Linked DNA regions of Sus scrofa: region 2 is linked to region 1. A link is a contact called in public Hi-C data. All regions are on one chromosome and are shown on one strand. Each heading gives the region's core, a stretch centred on a gene start, on an enhancer-like site or on the middle of the called end of the contact. The rest is flanking DNA. Distances are from core to core; before and after follow the strand shown.

Region 1 (4,492 bases), core at 1,230-3,729:
TTTCTGGAAGGAGGGGGATTCAGGGAAAGAGGAAGGAGGTTCCCCAACTAGAGTGGGAGCTCGGGTTCATTTCCTTCTCATCTTGTATTTCCTGCATCTAGCACACAGTAGGTGCTCAATGTGTGCGTGCTGCCTGAGATCAGGAAGTGGAGAGAGGGGGTTCCTGGCAGGGGAAGTGAACCGACAGGGTGGGTGGTGACTCAGAGGGAGGGAGGGTGCTCCTCTAACTGCTGAAGGCATGAGTTTATTTTTCTTTAGTGTTTCCTGCCAGGGCTTGGTCCATGATAAGCCCGGAATCAATGAGAGGGAGAGGGAGAGAGAGAGGGAGAGGTGGCAGCCTGCTTTTCTGCAGTGTAGACACGGCCCCCCTTCACAGGTGCTTGACATTCGCACCCCTCCTGACACTGGATCCCAGCTCGAAGCAGCTAAAAATGCCCCTTGCAGCACAGATCCTTTGGCGGCCTCCCCCCTGATCTCTTCTCTCATCTTCTTTGCTTATAACATCCCAGTGTGAGGAGTTCCCGTCGTGGCTCAGTGGAAATGAATCTGACTAGGATCCATGAGGACGCAGGTTCGATCCCTGGCCTCACTCAGTGGGTTAAGGCTCCAGCGTTGCCATGAACTGTGGCGTAGGTCGCAGATGCGGCTCAGATCTGGCGTTGCTGTGGCTGTAGTATAGGCCGGCAGCTGTCGCTCCTATTCGACTTCTAGCCTGGGAACTTCCATATGCCGCAGGTGCAGCCCTAAAAAGACAAGAAACAACAAAACAAAACAAACAACCACAAAAAAACATACTAGTTTTGTTTAAGATCCGTCCCTCAATGGCAGTTACCCTGGTGTTTATAGTGGGTCAGCTGGGCTACCCTGAAGTTAACTTTCCTAAATCCCTTTCCAGCTGGGCCTTGAGAGACATCTTTGCCTGGGATTTGGAGGCAGATGGCAAGCCCAGCAGGTTGGCAGGGGAGAGGGGAGGGCATCAGACTCACCTCATTGTCAGGGAGTAGTGGCCAGGCCCGAAGCTGCCTCACCTTTGCCTCGCTCCTCCTTTGGCTTCTCCAAGGCCAGCCACAAAGGGCCCTGCTTCTCTCATAGGACATCAAGGTCAAGGGTCATGAGAACCCATGGCATGTGTTTCCGTCCATCCCTGTGGTGTCCAGCTTGTCCTTGCTTTTTCCCACATTGCATCCATCTTCTCTCACCCACCTCCTGCACTGCGGACCTTGAAGCTGCAGCATCACATGCGAGGACCGCAGTCCTGCAGAGATGGGTTGATGCTTTCTCTGTGGCAGAAGTCCCATTCCGACCGCAAATCCAATTCCACATGGATGTGGGACCCTTGAAAAGTGGTTCTAGTGGTTCTGGGTTAAATCCTGACTGATACAGATACCAAAGCCCAGATCCAGAATGAACTTTAGTTGGTCTGAACCGACCACGGGGTTCCTCGCCCCCTTGCTGGTCATAAGTTCAGGTGTGGTCACATGACCTGGTTCTACCCTGTGACATGACAGGAAATCCAGTTGGAGGCTTCCGGCAAAGGCTCCCTTGCTATGCAAGAGACACGCGCACAAAGACGGAGCTCTTCTTCTACTGGACATTATCCGGATAACATGGTTGGAATCGAGGCGGCTGTTATAACCATGTTGGGACATTAGCCAAAGAACCAAGTATGAGGATCAAGAGAGGAAAGATGAAAAGAACGTGTATTCTTGATGATATTGTTGAGCTGATGAATTAACCCTCCTCGAAGCTGCCTCCCTGGAGTTCCCGCTATGGGAGATGATAGATTTTCTCATGGTTGAATCACTTGGTGGTGGTGGTGGGGTCTGTATCTTGCAGGCAAAATACACCCCAGTCCAATTCCCAACCCCCAAAGAAGCCTCAGAGTTTCTTCTTGCAATGGATCTCCAATTTTCCATCCACTGGAGTTTCCTAGTGTCTCAGCCAATTAAGGATCCGACATTGTCCCTGCTGTGGGGAGGGTTAGATCCCTGGCCTGGGAATTTCTGCATGCCATAAGTGCAGCCAAACACAAAATAAAACAAAACAAAAAACACATACTTAGATTCGAAGTTTCCATCTACCATGTGCTTTTCCGAAAGAGAAGTGGGCAGCTTGGAGTGAACCTGGTATCTGGCCTCCCCATGCTTGGTCGTCTCATCAGAGAGAATGGACAGGAACACATCAGCAATCAACAGAGTAAGCCATAGAATTAGGATTACCAAAATGATTTCCAGATTATAGCCCAGGGAAGTATGGGATAAGACTATAATTATAGTGGTTATGATAATCAGGTTTATCAATAGGATTGCAACCAGCAGAAAGCCCCATTCGAATTGGCTATACCATTGTGCCTGCTTTTTACCTTTCTCCTCTCATCCTTCAGCTCACCCTTTTCACTCTGTGATGCTGGTCTGGTCCCCGGCACCCCCTTTTCACAGACTGTCTATGAGATTCCGCCAACAGGGGGCACCAGAGGGACACCGGGAGGTGGGAGAAAAGGAGAAGGGCTTCATTTCTTTCTTTCAGTTCCTGGTAGTGTCTCTCCAGCAAGAGTAGACAGTGGGCTCCACTTCCCAGCTCCTTTTGCTGCTCCCAGAGCCTCCTCACCACGTCCTGCAGAGGGACTGGAGCTGACCACCAGCCATGGCCCCTTGGGAGGGGCTTCCTCATCTCCCGGCCCGTGTGCTCTGGGGCATCAGACCAACCCCTGGTACCTCCTTGCGGATGTAAGCACCTATCAAGTCTCTCCCCCTCCTCAGTGATCTGAGAACTTCAAGGGTCTGAATGTGAGCAGGGCAGATTCCCCTCCACGAGCCCAGCACCAGTCTCATGAGACCCCCTCCAAGGCCCCAAGCTCTGAACTACCCTCTACCCCCTCTTCTGCTGACCTCAGGAGTTATTAATCTCTGAGTTACCTCAGCATCCTCTTTTTGATCTCTCCCTTGTGTAACAAATTCTTTTATTAACTCCCTGTGTTTTGAAATATCTGGTGTGGTTTCTCTTTTCCTGACTAGACCCCAACTGATAGAGTAAATTTATTGGATCATGTAACCCCAAAGTCCAGACTGAGAACAGTCTCCAGGCACAATTCGTTCCAGGGGATCTGAATCTTATTAGGGCTCCTTTCTGTTTTCTAACATTTTCCCGGTGCTGATCTCTTCTGGATGTGGGTTGTTTTGAGCATGGCTATCTTCCAGGTAGCAAAAGTGGCTGTAGCAACTCCATTCCCCATACAGATAAGCCATACTGCCTCTGAGCAAAAGAGAATGCCTTTGTCCCCAGTTTCTAAATCAGAGCCCTGAACTTCATTTTGCTTGCACTGGCTTTGGTCATTTGCCCAAAGTGGAACCAATCACAGTGGCCAAGGCCTGGGCTCATTGATTGGCTAGATCACGTGTTCTCTTCCTAAAGCTGGGTGGTGTAACTTCCATGGAGATACAGGGCCCACCAACGGGAATCAGGGCTCCTGGGAAGTTGCAGAACGATGCTGATGAGATCAATAGGCACCTGTCCCATGCACTTCTCAGACTGTCCAGGGCAGCCCCAACTTCACATTTCTCTTGTGGTTTTTATAAATACCTTTTAAAATGTAAAGCCAAATGCATAGTGATGGCTTTTTAGATGCAAGACCAAAGGGATGCTCCTGAAAGAAATAATTGATAAGCTGAACTCCATTAAATTTAAAAACTATTCTATGAAAGACACAGAATGAGAAGACAAATCACAGACTGGGAGAGAATACTTGCAAAAGCAGTTTCCATCGTGGCTCAGTGGAAACAAATCTAACTAGTATCCATGAGGACTCAGGTTCGATCCGTGGCCTCACTCAGGGGGTTCAGGATCTGGCGTTGCCGTGAGCTGTGGTGTAGGTCGCAGAGGTGGCTCAGGTCTGGCTTTGCTGTGGCTGTGGCATAGGCCGGCAGCTGCAGCTCCATTTCAACCCCTAGCCTGCGAACCTCCATATGCCATGGGCGTGGCCCTAAAAAGACAAAAAAATAAAAATAAGAAAATGCTTGCAAAAGGGCATCGTGAAAAGGACTGCAATGCAAAATTTACAAAGAACACTTAGAACTCGAAAATAAGAAAACAACCCCATCAAAAAATGGATTCAAGACCTTCAGAGACACTTTACCAAAGAAGATATGAAGATGGCAATCAAGCATATGAAGAGATGCTCCACAGCACACCATGTCATTATCTGGGAAATGCAAGTTAAAACATTGTCATTGCACACCTATTAGAACCACCAACATCCAAAACACTGACACCAAATGCTGGCGAGGCTGTGGAGCAATGGAGCAAACTCCCAACCTTTGCTGGTGGGAATGCAAAACGGTACAGCCACTTTGGCAGAGAACTGGGCAGTTTCTTACGATGTGAAACACACTCTTATCACACAATCCAGCAGTTGTGCTCCTTGGCGTTTCCCTAAGGGAGGGGAAAACTTACGTCCACACAAAAACCTGTGCACGTGTTTATAGCAGCTTTATTC
Region 2 (4,767 bases), core at 1,908-4,407, 150 kb after region 1:
GGCTGCCAGAAGCTTCTCCCTCTCTGATCTTTGCCAAGATTCCCACACTCACTGCCCTTCGTGCTCAGCCCTCAACACTTCCCAGACAGCCATCCTCAAGTAACCTTGTACCTTAGGGGTTCGGCTTTGGCACAGGCTGGGTTCTCAGCCCCTTCACACCTCCCCCTTGTCTCTCAGACTATAACTGCCCCACCACCTTTCAAATACACGCAAAAGCTGCTCACTTTTCTCCTCAGGAAAAAGAGAAGCCTAAGAGGCAGTACATAGAGCATAATTCTTAATAGACTTTGAAGGCCAAGTTCTTGTATCCAAATCCCGGTCCCTTAACAGTTGTGTGGCTTGGGGCAAGTTTCTTAACCTCTCTGTGACTTGGTTTCCTTATCTGCAAAACAGAGAAGATAATAAGAGTTTCTTCCTTGTAGGTTTATTGTAAGGATTAAATTAATTTATGTTAAGCGCCTGGAATCATGATATATGTTCCCTGCTATTTTTGTAACATGTGGGAATGTTGCCCTCTTTTCTAAAGGAGGTAAGCTCTGAGGGAAGAGATGGAATATTTCTTCCCTAGGAATTTGAGGGCAGAAAAAGGGAGGGAGGGTGGGGCCTGAGGAGCTGTTGCTGCCCAAGAGAAAAAGAGACAGATACACAAAGTAATTTCTCTTTAAAGCCTTGTCTTAATGCAGCTAGAGTACAATTTTACTCTAGCTGCAAAGGTACCCATGTGGGAGTTCCCGTCGTGGCTCAGCGGAAATGAATTCGACTAGGAGCCATGAGGTTGCAGGCTCAATCCCTGGCCTTGCTCAGTGGGTTAAGGATCCGGTGGTGCTGTGAGCTGTAGCATAGGTCGCAGATACGGCTCGGATCTGGCGTTGCTATGGCTGTGGTGTAGGCTGGCAGCCGCAGTTCCAATTTGACCCCTTCCCTGGGAACCTCCATATGCCGCAGGTGCGGCCCCTAAAAAAAAAAAAAAAAAAAGAACCCAAGTGAAGGTGGGTTGTGCAGCCTAGAGGTTCTTTTAGTTGGAGATACTATAGGGTTACTGTGAGGAAAAAAGTCATTCCTTCATGGAAGTTCCTGTTGTGGCTCATCGAGTTAAGAACCTGACTGGTATCCATGAGAATTCGGGTTCTATCCCTGGCCTTGCTCAGTGGGTTAAATCAGCATTGGCCACAAGCTGTGGTATAGGTCACAGACTCGGCTCGGATCTGGCGTTGCTGTGGCTGTGGCTGTGGCGTAGGTCAGCAGCTGCCGTTCCCATTTGACCCCTAGCCTGGGAACCTCCATATGCCACAGATATGGCCCTAAAAAAAAAAAGGAAAAAAATAAATTCATTCCTTCACCAAATACGCACTAATCCTTACCATGTGCCAGGACAATAAACATGAAATAACACGAAGTTAATACAATCAAGGACAGTTTCAAGCTGGAAGTCCATGCTTAGTGAATGTATCTATTATTCTTGATATAAAGTCATTTTCCTCTGGCAAGGGAGAGACTGAAATCAACAGTTTTCATTGAATTATTTTCTAAATCTGGGCCCATTATAACTTGTAAAGTTTTCTGCACACAATCCTACTTCTCCCAGCGACCTGCCCTACCAGAGATCAGCTGAGCCCAGTCTCAGGGCACTGGAGGTGGCCAGGCCAGGCAAGGGGGGCCTGACCCCTGAGACCCCAGGTGCACAGCTCCCTGCAGAGTCCTCCTGCCCGCCACCCTGGGCTTGGGCTTGGCCTCCGGGAAAAACAAAGGATCCAGAACTGGAATTGCACATCCAGGGCGCTGGGCTGCCAGGCAGGAGCCCCGCGGGGAGCACTCCTGGGGTGCGGTGAGTGTTTCTTGCCCGGGAATGTTTACCGGAGCTGAGTCAGCTGGCAGATGGAAGCTGAACTGGGGAGCGTCTGGCTGCACGAGGGGCTTGGAAAGGGGCTAGATCAGGCCCACGGCTGTGTCCTCAGAGCCTGTGGGAAGATGCTTCACCCCAGGGAAGATGCTTCGTTGACTTTTCTTCTAAGGCACCGCCCCGGGGAGGGGGCGCCTCTCCTTCACAAGCATCGCCGACCACCCGCGTTGAGGTGTAGTTTGGGGTGGGGGAGGGGTGACAGCGCCCGGAATGGGATCGCTGAGGTTGGCCTTTTGGAAATTCTTTCGTGGCCTCTCTTCTCTGCCCCACACTACCTGAATAGGTCAGTTCAAATCAACTAGAGGAGGAGTTATTGCTCGTGACCGTCAGCAGCCAGAGGTTCTGGTCCTCAGGCTGCCTGTCTCTTGCTGTGGGGCCTCGGCCATGCTCCTGAACCTCCCTAGGCCTCCACTCCACCTCCTTCAAATGACTGGATTGGGCAGGTGACCTCTAAGCATTATTTCCGACCTTAAGAGTCAGTAATTTATTATTATTTAATTTAGAAGTAATAGAAGATACGGTTCTTGCATTCAAGGAATACTGACTCTGGCTGAGGAAATGGTTCTTATGCTCGTGAGAGAAGTGCGCACCTTTGAAGACGGGACATTAGGAAGGGTTCCCTGTGTGGTCTGGTTAGTAAAGCTGTGAGGGTTCTGGAGGTGATTCACAAAGGAAGGCGGCCGGCCGGGTCCGCGGGGGCAAGTAGGTGCAGCCTTGCCATCTGTGTGGTCACCAGTGTATTTTGGGGGGAGGGCAACTGGTGGGGACCCTCTTAGATGTGGCCTTGCAAAGAGGTGGCATGTAAGCAAAGTGGGCTGCGTGTTGGTCCAAATTAGAAGTGACAGGCTCCGCAGTGAGACGTACCCGGAGAAGTCCCAGCGCTGTTACTGACTGTGAAATGCCCCGCCTCACTTTTCTCATCTTGAAAATAGCGCTGCTCTCATAAAACGGTTGTTATGACTTAATAAAATAAAGCGTGCAAAGTGTTTAGCACAATGCACGGTTGACAGTAAGAGCTCAATAAATGTTCACAGTAGCCTCGCTTTATGGCTTAGTATTTGCCCGGCACGACATCCCTGAGTTGGGCTGAAAATAATCCTGCCCCCTGCACTCATTTCACCCAGACATGGGTCAAAAAACTATGAGAATCTGGCAAATGCAGAGTTGGCCACCTTCCCAAAGGGACAAGCCAAGGTTCCCCGCCTTGGCGCCAGGGGCCACGTGGCTCAAAGGAGAGGTCTCTGAGGGCAGATAGATGGGGGTGGGGTTTAGGCGGACCTAGAGCGCCCATTGGCTTTCAGGGGCACAGGGCGGGGTCAGCCACCAGGTCCTGGGCAGGGGTGGGGGGGTGGGAGTGGTCATTCAGTGACAGCTCTTGGCTCAGTCTTTCCCAGGCAGTGGCAGGTGCTCACTGATCCTCCACAAGGAGCAGGGACGTGATAGCAGCTCCAGCCCTGTGCCATTTTTCATTGCCAGCTGTCAGCTTAAAAGACATCACCCCACCCTCTTCCCAGGACAGGAGAACCCAGTGCAGACCACAGGGCAAAAGAGGCTGCCAGGCTCGGGGGTGATGATGTGGGATTCCTATTTAATTTTTCTTGTTGCCCCACTTTCATAGGCTTTATGGATCACACTTAAAGTGAAAATCCAGACCAAAGTTACAAAGAATGAGGGTAAATAACCCAACCCAGTCTGCTGAGTTGAGTCAATACATGCATATTTTCTTTATAAGTATATGCAGAAGTAAACATGTGGCATAGCGCCTTATGTCCTAAATAAATTGGTAACATGAAAGCCTAAAATAAAACGCCAAAACCTTTACTACCTCCCTCCTTAAACATCCCAACCACCACCACCACTCTCCCCCCAACCCAAAATGGAAAGATTTAAGATGTTCTAAAGTAGACAGCTCCAGCGCGTCTGCAACATGGTTATTTTCTTTCAAAGCAATGGTTTGCACTTACCAACAGTGATTTATTTTTGTTTAGTGTGGGGGTTTGTTTCCCCTCTCGGTGTGATGAGCCTAAGTGAAAATTTTAGCGGGGGAAGGAATGTGGCCATCCTCCTGGAATTCAGAACTTCTCTGGGTTATCTCCTTTCTCCAAAGTTTGAGATTTCTTCCTCTCTTCCTCCCAGAAGCTCACCGTGGCGGCTGCTTTCCGAGAGTTTATGTGTAACTTCCTTCACTGCTGAGGCCAGGCTCTAGGTTAACTTCTGGAAGTATCTTTGGAAACTAATGCTCAGGCAAAACTCCAAGAAAAAGAGGCACATGGTGAGGAACTGACATAATTTTTTAACACCACAAGCAGCATATTTCTGTAGGCAACTGCAGCCAAAACAAGTTGCCAAGACCAATATTGATCTAGTCCTCCATCCAATCAACAAATGCCATTGTTTATAAGATATAATTTTTCTTGGTTAAAGTTCAAAGTTAAACTCCAAGGATTTTCAAAACTATAAAAATGAGAGGCTTTCATACCCTCAAAAAAAATTGCTGGCCAGTTTTCCTCCTTCATGGGTTTTCACAGTCACTATAAGAAACATAGCCAAGAAAACATTTTTGGGTCTTATTTTTTTTCCTCTGAACTCTGGTAGTTTTTAAAAGGAGGATTATGCTAAATATCTTCATAAAAGTCCCTTAAATCTTTGTACCCCTCCTGAAAACCATGGCATGTCAGCTGCACAGGTGACTACGGTTTGCTTTTCTGCTCCAGGGCTGCCCACCTGCCGAATTCTGTAGATCAATTCAGATTTTTCCAGGTTTACATTCAAGCAGCCCTCTCCCTTTCTACCCCTCCGTTTTAATGTGGAAATGACAGAGCCTTTTCTAAGCCCTTTGGAGAAGGCAGAGGATTCTGTGGCCCACG

What was found. Hi-C and Micro-C count contacts between places; a contact is called where the count stands out from the background.
Region 2: a contact with region 1 is called in a Hi-C map of skeletal muscle, with 4 times the contacts expected there. The contact joins two enhancer-like sites. A contact is called at or near these places in 2 of 47 Hi-C or Micro-C datasets (embryonic fibroblasts and skeletal muscle) and 1 of 2 datasets of contacts at active chromatin or transcription factors (alveolar macrophages).

Annotation. Positions count from the first base shown.
Region 1 is chr8:19,821,497-19,825,988 of Sscrofa11.1, forward strand. No RefSeq gene overlaps it. Among named protein-coding and RNA genes, the nearest start is that of RBPJ, 110 kb to the right of the region's middle. Within about 2 kb of position 2,480, at least 12 of the 83 cell types and tissues checked have an H3K27ac peak or open chromatin away from gene starts, as enhancers often do. A contact at or near this core is called in skeletal muscle, where this site is marked.
Region 2 is chr8:19,970,149-19,974,915 of Sscrofa11.1, forward strand. The region is part of intron 1 of RBPJ (recombining binding protein suppressor of hairless); the gene reads left to right. Among named protein-coding and RNA genes, the nearest start is that of RBPJ, 39 kb to the left of the region's middle. Within about 2 kb of position 3,158, at least 15 of the 83 cell types and tissues checked have an H3K27ac peak or open chromatin away from gene starts, as enhancers often do. A contact at or near this core is called in skeletal muscle, where this site is marked.